2 separate regions of the Pan troglodytes genome follow, and region 2 is linked to region 1. Evidence: chromatin contacts called from public Hi-C data. All regions are on one chromosome and are shown on one strand. The core of a region is the stretch at or near the end of the contact, and the rest is flanking DNA. Distances in the headings are between cores, read along the strand shown. Region 1 holds the start of ETV1 (ETS variant transcription factor 1). Region 2 overlaps DGKB (diacylglycerol kinase beta).

Region 1 (6,504 bases), core at 1,404-3,903:
ATCCTAGGATCCGACTCTAAGTATATTAGAAACTTCCTTCCAAATTGATGAGTTAAAACATTCTTTAAGGCAGGGCGCGGTGGCTCACGCCTGTAATCCTAGCACTTTGGGAGGCCAAGGTGGGCGGATCACAAGGTCAGGATTTGAGACCAGCCTGACCAATATGGTGAAACCCCATCTCTACTAAAAATACAAAAATTAGCTGGGCATGGTGGTGGGCACCTGTACTCCCAGCTACTTGGGAGGCTGAGGCAGGAGAATCACTTGAACCCAGGAGGTAGAGGTTGCAGTGAGCCGAGATCGCGCCACTGCACTTCAGCCTGGGTGACAGAGCAAGACTCTGTCTCAAAATAAATAAATAAATAATAAAAATTAAAAAATTCTTTATTTTTTAAGTGTACAGTATAATGTACTGATTTGGGGTGCAGTTAAAAGTTTTTTTTTCCACATTTATAAGTTGTTTGCAATTCCTCTACTTGAGGGAGTTTACAGATAGTCACCAGCTGAAAATGGCAGTATTGAGAGTGAGAGAGGATACAGCTACATAGTATCAGTTTCCTTGATACCCTTACCTTCTTCCCAGGCTCCACCCTCCTCTCAAATTTCTGCTACTCCTCACATACAGTGTTCCTGAAGCCACTGATTATCTTTCACCCTCCTGTGAGGACTCTATGTTTTCCTTTGGAATTATTTTCACTTGTTCATTTTCTTGGCCAATTTTGCTGTTTAATTTTATATCTTTTTCTTATCTATTTGATGTAACTGTGCAAACCTGATCTTTAACAATTTGCCTTACATACTGTTTTAATACAACAAATTTTAAAAGTTACTGTTTTACTTAATACTCTACTCAATTTTGAGCAAACTTCATTTGATTTTAATTATAGCAACCATTTAAAACAAGCAGCGCCATTTTAGCTTGTTGCCTTTCTGTAACTGCTTTTAGAAATTCACTTTCTTTAACAACATGCATTTTCAGCATAATGCCATAGTAAGTTAACTGTAGAGAAGTCACTAATGAATATTATTTTACTTTATTAAATAACAGCAAGGGAAATATAAAAATTTAAATAGTTTTACATGCAACCTAAAAACTTTCCAAACTCAAAAATGGACTTCTTTTTGGAGGGGGGTAGCTTTCTCTCAAGAACTCTTATTTCAAAATCCAAATGGGATTTCAAAATACAAGTAAATAAATGTCAAAGCCTCTTGGCCTCTGCGCTGCCATTCTATGCCTGAAATCCTGCCAAAATGAAATTTTCCGTTCAAAAGGACTGGCATTTACTAAACTGATGTTTTAAAGACATTCTCAAAAAGTAGTGGAAACTTTGTCCAGCTTTTTATGTTCCTGTCTTGTAGACAGAACAGCTGCCTTTGCAGATATTTTCCAAGATCTTACATTTTCTGAAAAACAAATTTTCAGCCCTTCCACTGTCTTCAGCAACTGGGTCTATTGGTTTTTCCCAGTGCCAAGCATAGAAGATAAACAACTGCCAAACTAGAAGCTAGTGTCTCACTGAGTATCAAGGCATAGAAAGGACAGAAGAGATAGTGTTTCAGTAAGTATCAATGCAGAGAAAAGACAGAAGAGAAAGTGGGAGAAAGAAAAGAGGGTGGTTCAATCGTTCACAGGCAAGAGGGACACATTTATCTCAAAATTTTAGGCTGTTTCAACAAAACCGAGCTGTAGCGAGACTAGCTGCTTATTCACACGAGAACATCATTTTCAGTTACTATGAAGATCAAAGAGTTAAAAGATATGAGTTCATTTAAAGAACTCCAAAGGGAAAATATGAAGCCACCGCAATACGTAGTAAAATCTGAGGCTAACAGCGCAGCGCCTGAGAGTGCCAGTCCACTAAAGGGAGGAAGAAGGGGCGCAGAGCTTATGGGGGCCTGGGAAGGAGTGAGAAGTCTTTGGAAATGGAAACTAAAACTATCAGCCAGCGAAAACCATCAATATTCCTAAAAATATATAATACTAATAATACATAAAAGCTTTAAAAAACTAACAAGACACTGTGGGATACAAAAAAAGGTAGAAATGAAAATTACAGAATGTTAAGTGAAAAAACTGAAATCCATCTACAGTCGAACAGTTTGCACCTTTAAAAGCAATGACTTGAAGCAGCAAGCAAAAGTTCCCAGTCCTTAAGACTTTCTCCCCACTCTCAATTCTTTCTCTCCTCTAGTGCAAAAGCTGTCTAAGCAGTGCACGCCGGAATTATCCCCACGTGAGCCTTCCTTTAATTTCGGTCTTAATTTTTTTCTCTCTTGTTATTACTCCCAGACCCCAACCTCTTTTTCCTCATCTAGTATCTGTTTCAGGGACAGGACAAAGAGGAGGCAGCGAGCTGAAAAAAGTTTTGTGGTTTGGGATACTTGGGCCTTTGTTGTGTGTCATTTCCTCTACCCCTCCACGCCCCCAACCACGTGACCAAGAAGGGCCGGAATTTTGTGAATGGAGACGAAAGGTGGCTGTTGGGGCGGGCGGGACTCCGCCCCCTTCCCTAAAGCGGCCAATCTCCTAGCGGAGCGCTGAGGGGTCAGCAATAAACAACAATGGGCTGGGGATTTACGGCTCGTTATTGGCTGCGGGAAGAACCTCGCCGGGACCTAACCCGAAGCTCCGCCCCCTCGCGGTTACCCTGGATACCCGTCAGGCTCGGGCTGCAGAGAAGGTCTTTGGAAACTGTTGCTCAGATTACAGGCGCTGGGTTATTCCAGGAGTGCAGGGTGGTGGAGGACCCTTGTTATTGACCCCCTGCTTGGTTGCACCCTCAGATAGTACCCATGAGCTTCACTGTTCAGCCTCGGGGCCCAGGCGCTTCCTGGAAGCTCTCCTTGGCCGGGGTTAAAATGCAGTTCCCGCTCAAAATGCTTATAGGTGCGCGCGTTGTGAACTCCGATTTAGTAGTTTCAGGGAATGCGCGGGGTCTGTCTTTGCTGTCCATAGTTATTGGTTGTTTTCCCAGTAATAAGTGTTGATTGTTTGTTTGTTTGCTTCTTTTTTAAGTAGATCTTTCTCCTGCCCAGGTCCGGGGTTGAGTGCTGTGCGCTCTTACACTCCATTTTAATGTGTCTCCATAACGTTCTATTTAAAGAAGGAAACTTTCAAATAGAAATTGAGAACTGCAGCACGTTTCCTAACGGGCGGAACAGCTGCCGGAAACGTCTTTTGGTCACTAGTTCTGGTCACAAATGAATTTCAACAGCATTGAGTCCCTGGTCCTATCCCCGCGGCCTCCCGTCCGCTGTTGGACACTGGCTCCTTAAAGTGACGCTTTACTGTTCTGAGTCCCATAGGAGGATCAGGGCAAGTGGCTTCAGAGATGCAGCCCTCACTGCTTAACGTCCTAGTTATTGTCCTTGAAACCCGAGCCATCCCACCGCTCGCCCCCAACCCTGGGCTCTGGCTGTTTAAAAGCTGGAGAGGAAGTGAAAGCGTCAAGTACAGTAAGTGACACCCTCCGCCTCCGTGTATACATAACAAAAGCTCAGGAAACGTGCGGGTCCTAGGATTTACGAGCAACCCCAAGCCCTCCCTCCTACTCCCCACAGCCACAGTGGACTGGAAGTACCTTTTCCCAGTGCACACGTAGGGACCATTTTGACTTATACTTTTTCACCTAGCTTGCTCTGTTATCCTCCCATCACAACCTCTGCTAATCAGCAATTCTGCATCTCCTAGGTGCCTTCCTTATAGATTCTTTATGTTTCTGTCCCACGAACGATAGGATCTAATTTTAGTTGAGGATGACTGTTTAAAAAATGTTTTGATAAACCATAATGGTGATGGTGGGTTTTGAAAAACGGGAAAATAAATTGGGCCAAAAGCTGAGTGGGAATGAGGATAGAGAGCGAGGTGAGCTCCTAGTCACGGCAAGAGTAGAGGGGTTGGAGATCCTGAGGGGAGGGCAGCTGAATAAGGCGGTACAGGCTTTGTGGATCGCGGCTCTAAGGGTATACCAGAACCGCACAACAGTACTTTAAGGAAACCAGCCCAATAGTGGACCTAACACCCCAATAATGGGAACTGGCGACTCGAAACACACGGTTTCAGTATCCCCAGGCGCCTTAACAATAAGCAGCGGGTTACAGAGGAAATCGAGTCTCTCCGTGGCGCTTCCAGGCTGAGGACCCAGCGCCTACCGGCCGAGCACCCCCTAGGGCAGAGGGGCGAGGGAGACCCGCGGGAAGGGGCAGCAAGCCGCCTGATTGACAGCCCGAAATCTGATCTTGTGAAAGAGACGCGGAGCCAATGGGAGGCAGCGATCCATCAGTTTGGATTGGAGGCCCCTGGAGGAGAAGTAGAGGAAAAACCACCGAATTGAGCTCTGTCAGAGGCGCTTTCGGCTTCCAAGGGGGAAGTGCTGGGCTATAATTAATGTTTTTATTAAATTTGGAGGGAAGTTTTTGCAGCCTTTCGCCTAGCGTGGCCTTCAGGTGGGTCTTTCCAACAACTTTTTATGTCTCTCCAGATAATTGCATGGTTGTGGGTCGCAAAAACTATCCTGATGAAAGAGGTGTCTCCGTCTCTTTAGTCCCGTTAGGTGCAAAGCAAGTCTCGTTGATCGCCATTGCTAGTTTTGCACACGTTTGCGAATCAGAGCTGCCCGGGGTACACCGACCGCGCAGGGAAACATCGAGAGTGTAAATAAATACATCGCCTCTTGTTCGGATTTTTGCTACTACCGAAAATATGTAAATTGTGAACTCTGTTGGCTCTCTTTGGATCCAGGTGAAGGAGGCGGTGTAGGGAGGGTTATTTTTGTGAATGGGACTGTCGGAGGGTAATTAGCTATGCAAATTCAAGAGCTTCATTCATGATTTTTTTTTTAAGCCTAAAAGCCATCTTGTTCCCCTCTAGGTTGATAGAAGTCCAGATCCTGAGGAAATCTCCAGCTAAATGCTCAAAATATAAAATACTGAGCTGAGATTTGCGAAGAGCAGCAGCATGGATGGATTTTATGACCAGCAAGTGCCTTACATGGTCACCAATGTGAGTGATCAGTTTGAAAGTTGCTGTTTATAAACTTGACTCCGTCGGGGGTGGGGAGAGGGAGAAAATGAGAAGGGAGGGGGCACGGGGGTTGGGATTGCAGATACTTATCTGCTTTGTTGCCACTGTAGGGCGACTCTGCTTCTAGAAGCCCAGTCTTCAAAATGAGCTTACCTTTCAGTGATTTGGATAAGGCATAGTTTTGTTTTTAAGACCCCTTTTTCTGATTAAAGTGCCCAACATGAGTGGAAGAGGAGATGGAGGGCAGCAGCAGCTGCTGCACTCAAAGTTTTTGGCTGGGTTTGTCTGCCACATTGAAAAGAATGAAGTTGAGACAAATGCTGACACTTTTTGTTTATATGGGGTGTTTTTGTTTCTTTTTTTTTTTCTCATTTTCTCTTTTTTTTTTTTTTCATTTCTCTACTCTTTTTGCTTTTTTTTTTGTGGGGGTGGGGTGGGGAGGAGGGGCTGTCCAAGAGAGAATAAAACCCACTGTTTTAATCTAGCATTGAACCAGCCTAAAAACAACTTTAAGTGTAAATGCTTCAGGTTGTTTTGATGCTGAGATACCATGAATATATGATTGATAAATAGTAATGTGCTAAGATCGGCACTGGGAAGCAACTCTCCCTGCCTGCTTAACATAAGCTTTCACTGTCAAATAAGTGAGAAAATGAATATTAGAGTTGATACTATGGACTTCTATTTTTCTATTCAGAGAAGATCCATTAGACTTATGTATGCATGTCTGTGTGTGTGTGTGTGCGCGCGCGTGTGCGTGTGTGTGATCTGAGGTTTACATTCTTTTAAAGGATTTTATCTTTCCCTTTGTAGAGTCAGCGTGGGAGAAATTGTAACGAGAAACCAACAAATGTCAGGAAAAGAAAATTCATTAACAGAGATCTGGCTCATGATTCAGAAGGTGAGGTTTGATTTTGGGCTGAATCCCCATTTTTTTACCTACACTCTCCACCCTGCTAAAAGAAAAGGAGCACTTCAGTCTTATCTTAAAAATAATAAACTTTGAAATTACTGAATTTAACTAAGACTTTAACTTGGAACGATTTACATAATGTGGCAGTTTGCATGGGAGACTATTTTATGGTCCTATCACAAAGTAATGAAAGAAGGAAATAAAAACTTCTCAATGACAACCTTCTTTTAATCATTGTTCTGTGTTTAAATACCTTTGTCCATGTGGCATATAACTCACCCCATTCACTAAGATAACAATTTAAAAATATCCAATACAGTGGGACAAATTCAGCAGCTATGTACACTGCTTACTTTTTTCTTTCTCCTTTATTACAAGTTAAACAGTATTAGTGATTGTTTGGTTTCCCACCTCCTTTACACTAAAACCATCTACTATTAACAGAATTTTCAAGGGTGATTTTGATGACTAAATTGTGAGGTCATAATACCTTGTTTATCGACCATAATGTGTTCACTGAATCATACTTAAGGCCTCCTTAATAATTATAATACTATTTGGGAAATTA
Region 2 (6,504 bases), core at 1,623-4,122, 200 kb before region 1:
CAAATGCTAATTTCAATCCTTTGCTGAGGCAAAGGAAAGAACTGAAGAGATGTGAAGGTCAACTCTGAAACATCACTGAATAACTCAATTCTTTCACCCTTTCCCCACACACTTTAAGTCCAAAATGAGTCCCCAGACTCATTTCCCTTGGGCAGATCAATCGATTTCACACCTCGTGACCTTACTTAGGAGGCCTGTGTCAGAAAGAAGTTATGATTCCATTTGTAGCATTTGCTCAATATTACCTACCTTTTCACTCGATGAATGCCTGTGAGCTTGTCAAACAGAAACCACTAGTAGGTATGCTTTGAAATGTGTATCTCAGCCGTACAATTGTTATTTGAGAAACAGACCTTTCTAATAATATTTGTCCAATGAAGTTCATACGCATTTTGCATTTTTACCTAAAAGAAAAAATAATAGGATGGTTCTATATGGAAGCTTTAAACTATCTGGTAAAAGTGGCAATCAGTCCAAACACATTAAAATTCTATTTTCCTTTACAAGTGTTTGCTGCAGATGACCCCCACTGATCTTAAATATATTTCTGTATCTGTAACTGAATAGAGGTTTTCCGTACAGCATGTTCTAATGGCACTCTGGCCTTTAGCCAACAAGGCACTGAATAAGGCTATTTTTAAAACACAGAAACTGGGAACAGCTGCAGCAATCAAATTTGATAAAAACAGAGAGGAACTTTGCTTTTTTTTTTTTTTTACGGTTTGTTCAAGTTTAGTCTTCTTTCATAGAACTGCTTTTGTTCTGTTGTATGAAGGGCTGCAAGACCAATACAGTGAAGCCCTTTTAAACAAATAACTTTTAAAAGAATACGACTAAATAGAATAATTTTCCTTTGTACCAAGAGTTTCACTGCAATAGTATTTTTAAACTATTAAAAAGGGGGTATATCTCTTCTAAGAGGAGGTAGAAAAAGAATCAGATATATTGGCAAAGTTTGTATTACAAAAGAGGTTTTGGTTTCCCCCGCCCCACAAAGCAACTCCTTGAAAGGGAAGATAAAGTCCTTGGTTTTTCAGTGTTGAAAATCTGAAAGTTTGCATTTGAACCTCTCTTAGGGTTTCAAGTGTTGCTAGAGGTGATGATACTTTTCATGTCCATTTCTACCTTTCACACTACGATTAGTCATGAATGTTGCTGTATTTTCCAAAAGCTAGATTAGTGTTAGTGCAGTTCCTTTGTAAAGATAAAATAACACGCTTTTTAAAACATCAATGAAAACTTTTTCACAGAGATTTTTGTACTTATCTAAGTCCTTCAACATGTCTATATACAAGGGCTTATTTTTTTTTAATTCAAGCTCTTTGGAAACTTGTCAGTACATGATTAATATGAGTCATAAGGTGACTAGATACTGAAAATCTCTTATACTGTAGTAAGTTGCAAGTTCTCTCTTCTAAGTGATTTTATGTGTGGAAGAGATTTCTCTGCTACTTTGTGATCGAAATGACAAAGGAGATTGTATTTCTTATGGCTATTTACAAATGGAATTAATTTTAAAATTCCATCCAAATAAAACTATTTATGTCAACATTAATTCAATTTAGTAATCCAAGACAGTAATATAATTCTTTTTCTGTAGACATAAGGTCATGAAATAAAATTACTTCAAAAGAAAGGGAGTGTGGGGGGAGGAGAAAAATATAGAAAATAGAAGTATTGAGGTGTATACTAAACTGTACTAACTTGTTAACAGTTAGCTTATTAGATATGAAGGTCAATCTGCCCGCAGTCTGTTTATAAGCTTTAAAAAAGAAAACTTTAGCAGGCTTTTATGACTAGAATAATTCTTTCTTTGAGGCATGAGTCAAAAACTGCTCATCTTTAAATGGTGAGGCAATGAGGAAAGTGTGTTTAGTGCTTTTGACAATAACAGTCCCTGTCTCAGTTCATGAGTGAGGGGTCCTTAGTCCTGCATTAACAGCAAAACTCCTTAAATACACACACTGTTCTAAGCAGAAACTATGACATTCCTGTTGTGCAGAGCCTTGAACTCAGCAGGTTTTCAAGGGTTCTCTGGCAAGTCACCAGACGTCATGATATAATCCTATATTTTTCGGCAACAAACAGTTCTACATGAAGGTTGCTGAGATTTAATTCTATTTAGTCATGTAGCCTATTCTCTGAAGACAAACTGCCAAGACAGTAAGATTTACTTCTGACCAGCAATGGTTTTATGCACAATAACCTCAAATATTATAAAGTCTTTCAATCTCTTGCTAAGCACGTAAGACTTACATGCAACCAGGGTAAATTGGATACCAGAAACAGTTCTGTTTTACAAGGAAATGTTTACTGTAAATCACTTTTCCTCATCATCATGTTCTGTCCTTATTTTAATTTTCAGCATTATTAAGTTTATAAGTGAGTTCAAATGTACTACCATGTTTCTAAAATGTTATTTGTATGTGTTTTTCATGTTTCACTGAAACTAAAATAAAGGGACCATAGAAACATCTCATTATAGTTTATGATATATTTCAAGAAAATAACTGATTTTCACAGTACTTCTGGATATTTAGTGTAAAGACCGTGTAGTCATATGTAAAGTAATGTTGGCACTGCCCTGTATTACATCGCATTTTAATCTGAATATTTGTTTGTTTGCTTTGTATTGCTTTTCATTGCTGGAACTGCTCAGTTCTTAGGAGAATAAGAGTGGGTGATCTCCCTGGTGACTTCATCCCCTTAGCTGGCATCAGTGTTAGGGTGCAGGATGCCCCTCCAGAAGCTATTCAGAATTTGCTGACATCAGCCTTCATTCATGAGCGCTTGCTTTGTTTAGCGATGGCACTAATATGAGGAGACACGTGAAGTAGCTCAGTTGATAGAAAAGGGCAGAAGAGGCATGCTGCTGTGAAAACATTCCCACACACACTAACGGCTCATTCACACAGAAAACAAGGGAAAGCCTTCAGTCCCTTCACAAAGCTTAACGAGAACAAACTGCTTCAAGAACCCAGAAGCAGCAGTGTTCATATTCACCACTAGTTGATCCTCATAAACTCCATTTACATTTACTGATAATACACATGGCCAGTGGCAGCAATGGATTGCCGTGGGAAGTCTTTAAACTCTTTCTCTATGGGTTTTGTCGGTGAAATACTTATTTATTTGGTTGCGTTCCTGTGGTGTAGATGACTTTTCAAGTACACTATCACACAGTGACTTGCAGGCCCTGAACTCCTTTGGTCGCTATAGAGAGGTTGTTGACAATATGCTGTACTGTGATTTCTGGTCTTTCCTTATTTTAGACTCGTTTAAAGGAGTTCAGAATTTTAGCATAAAAACAAAGTGATAGTCAGCTCCGGCTGGTTGTTTTCAAAAACTAGATGACTTTAAAAGAGATGATCAAATCCATTCTTGAAAAGTTCTTTTTAAAGTCAGGCTTCCACTATGAATATATATGTATTTCTGTATACATATATAACAGAATATATGTATTTCTGTATACATATATAACAGAATATATGTATTTCTGTATACATATATAACAGAATATATGTATTTCTGTATACATATATAACAGAATATATGTATTTCTGTATATATATATAACAGAATATATGTATTTCTGTATACATATATAACATAATATAACATATATTAACCCCTCATTTTTAGATTTCAACAGGGAATGCAACATTTCACACTGCTAGATTTTTTAAATGACTCTTGTTAATCCATTTATGTACCAAATTCTTATCTTCTTAATTGTTATATTTAAAAATTATTTTTACTATTCCATATCTAAAAATGAGTGAGATAATGTGGTATTTATCATTCTGTGTCTGGCTTATTTCGGTTAACACGGTGTCCTCCAGGTTCATCCATGTTGTCACAAATGACAGGATTTTATTCTTTTTATGGCTGAATAATATTCTACGGTGTATATTTGCCACATTTTTTATCCATTCATCCACTGTTGGACACTTAGGTCGATTCAATATATTGGCTATTATAAATAGTGCTACAGAAGTTGAGAGTACAGATATCTCTTTTGACGTGCTGATTCCATTTCCTTTGGCTATACATCCAGTAGTGGAATTGCTAGATCACATGTTAATTCTATTTTGACTATTTTTGGGGAACCTCCATACTGTTTCCCATAATGGTTGTACTAGTATATATTGCTACCAACAGCATATAAGTGTTCCCATTTCTCCACAACCTTACCAGCACTTGATTTCTTTTGTCTTTCTGATAACCACCAGTCTAATTGGAATGAAGTAACATCTCGTTGTGGTTTTCATTTACATTTCCTTTATGATTAGTGGTATTGAGCATTTTTTTCATATAACTAATGGCCATTTGTATGTCTTCTTTTGAGAATGTCTATTAAAGTCTTTTGCCCATTTTTAAAATGAGGTATTTGGGGGTTTTTTTCCCATTGAGTTGTTTATGTTCCTTTATATATTCTCTATATTAACTCCTTGTTAGAAGTATAGTCTACATATATTTTCTCCCATTTTCTAGGTTATCTCTTTACTCTGTGAATAGTTTCCTCTTCAAAAGCTTTTTAGTTCAATGAAACTCCATTTGTCTCTTTTTGCTTTCGTTGTCTGTGCTTTTGAGATCTTATTTAAAAAGTCCTTGCCCACCCTAACATCATAAAGCATTTTCTCTGTGATTTCTTCTAGTTGTTTCATAGTTTCAAACTTTACATTTAAATCTTTAATTCATTTTGAGTTGATTTTTGTACATAACATGAGTCAGGGTCTAGTCTCATTCTTTTGCATGTGATTATTGAATTTTCCTAGCACCATTTATTGAAGAGACTACTTTTTCCCCAATGTGTGTTTTTGGCATCTTTGTCAAAAATCAGTTGGCTGTAGGTGTTGAATGTATTTCTGGTCTCTCCATTCTATTCTATTAGTCTATGTGTCTGTTTCTGTGCCAGCGCCATGTTGTTTTGGTTACTATATCTTTGTATAATACTGTATTTTGAAGTCAGGTAGTGTGATCCCTTCCACTTTGTTCTTTTTGCTCAGTATGTCTTTGGCTATTTAGGGTATTTTGTAGTTCTACGGAATTTTATAGTTGTTGTGTTTTTTCTATTTCTCTGAAGCAGGGGTCCCTAACCCCCAGGCCACAAACAGGCATATGGGTCTGTGGCCTATCAGGAACTGGGTCGCGTAGCAGGAGGTGAGCAGCAGGTGAGAGTGAAGCTTCATCTGTATTTTATAGCTGCTCCCCATCACTCGCATTACCGCCTGAGCTCAGACTCCTGTCAAATCAGCATCTGCATTAGATTCTCATAGGAGTGCAAACCCTATTGTGAACTGCGCATGCAGGGGATCTAGGTTGAGCACTCTGTATGTGAATCTAACACCTGATGATCTGTCAGTGTTTCCCATCACCCCTAGATGGTATCATCTGGTTGCAGGAAAACAAGCTTAGGGGTCCCACTGACTCAACATTATAGTGAGTTGTATTATTACATTGTAATACATAATGAAATAATATATAACTATATATTACAATGTAATAATATGAATAAAGTGCTAATAATATAAAGTGCACAATAAATGTAATGCACTTGGATCATCTCAAAACCACCTCCCAACCCTGTGGCTGGTCTGTGGAAAAACTGTCATCCATGAACCAGTCCCTGGTGCCAAAAACATTGAGGACTGCTGCTCTGAAGAATATTATAGTTATTTTGACAGGAATTGCATTAAATCTGTAGATCACTTTGGGTAGTATGACCATTTAAAAAAAAATTCTTCCAATTCATGAATATAATATGTCTTTCCATTTATTTGTGTCCTCTTCCATTTATTTCATCAAAGTTTTACAGTTTTATTGTAGAGATCTTTCACCTCCTTGGTTAAATATATTCCTAGGTATCTAGTTTTTTATGTAACTATGGTAAAAGAAAGTTTTAAAAATTCTTTTTCAGCGAGTTCACTATTATCCTATGGACATGCTACTGATTTGTGTATGTTGATTTTGTATCCTGCAATTTTAGTGAATTTGTTTTTCAGTTTGACTAGTTTTTGGTGGAGTCTTTACAGTTTTCTTTATGTAAAATATTACACCATCTACAAATAGGGACAATTTGACTACCTTCTTCCCAGTTTGGATGCCTTTTATTTCTTCCTCACCAACTCTGGTGACCTTTCCACCATCAGCAGCCTTCCTGTCCACTGCTTTGATGACACCCACAGTGACTATCTGTCTCATAGAACAAATAGGAAAATGACTCAGAGGATAGTCAGAAAAGCTCTCAACACAGGAGCTTTCCAGGAACCATATCGACAATGGTAGCATCACCAGTATTTAGGGCCATCTTCCAGCTTTTTACCAGACTGGCAATCAATCTTTTCCTTCAGCTCAGCAAACTGGCAAGCAATGTGAACTGTGTGACAATCCAGTACAGGGACATAGCCATCACTGACTTAGCCTGTTTGGTGCAGAATAGTCACCTGAGTAAGAAAGTCATTTGTTTCCATTGGTGGGTCATTTTTGCTGTCATCAGCAACG

The links. A called contact is a pair of places that touch in the nucleus more often than the background predicts.
Region 2: a contact with region 1 is called in a Hi-C map of stem cell-derived neural progenitor cells, with 2.3 times the contacts expected there. The contact joins the enhancer-like site here to the promoter of ETV1 in region 1. A contact is called at or near these places in 1 of 7 Hi-C or Micro-C datasets (stem cell-derived neural progenitor cells) and 1 of 1 datasets of contacts at active chromatin or transcription factors (stem cell-derived excitatory neurons).

What each region holds. Positions count from the first base shown.
Region 1 is chr6:19,802,672-19,809,175 of NHGRI_mPanTro3-v2.0_pri, reverse strand. It overlaps ETV1 (ETS variant transcription factor 1), which reads left to right and starts at 2,653. Exons shown (of 14, transcript NM_001280329.1): 1 at 2,653-2,681; 2 at 4,871-5,002; 3 at 5,837-5,924. The coding sequence starts at 4,958.
Region 2 is chr6:20,006,884-20,013,387 of NHGRI_mPanTro3-v2.0_pri, reverse strand. The region is part of intron 23 of DGKB (diacylglycerol kinase beta); the gene reads left to right. It overlaps LOC107975707 (a long non-coding RNA gene), which reads right to left. Exons shown (of 4, transcript XR_001719089.4): 2 at 250-404. Among named protein-coding and RNA genes, the nearest start is that of ETV1, 200 kb to the right of the region's middle. Within about 2 kb of position 2,872, at least 6 of the 24 cell types and tissues checked have an H3K27ac peak or open chromatin away from gene starts, as enhancers often do. A contact at or near this core is called in stem cell-derived neural progenitor cells, where this site is marked.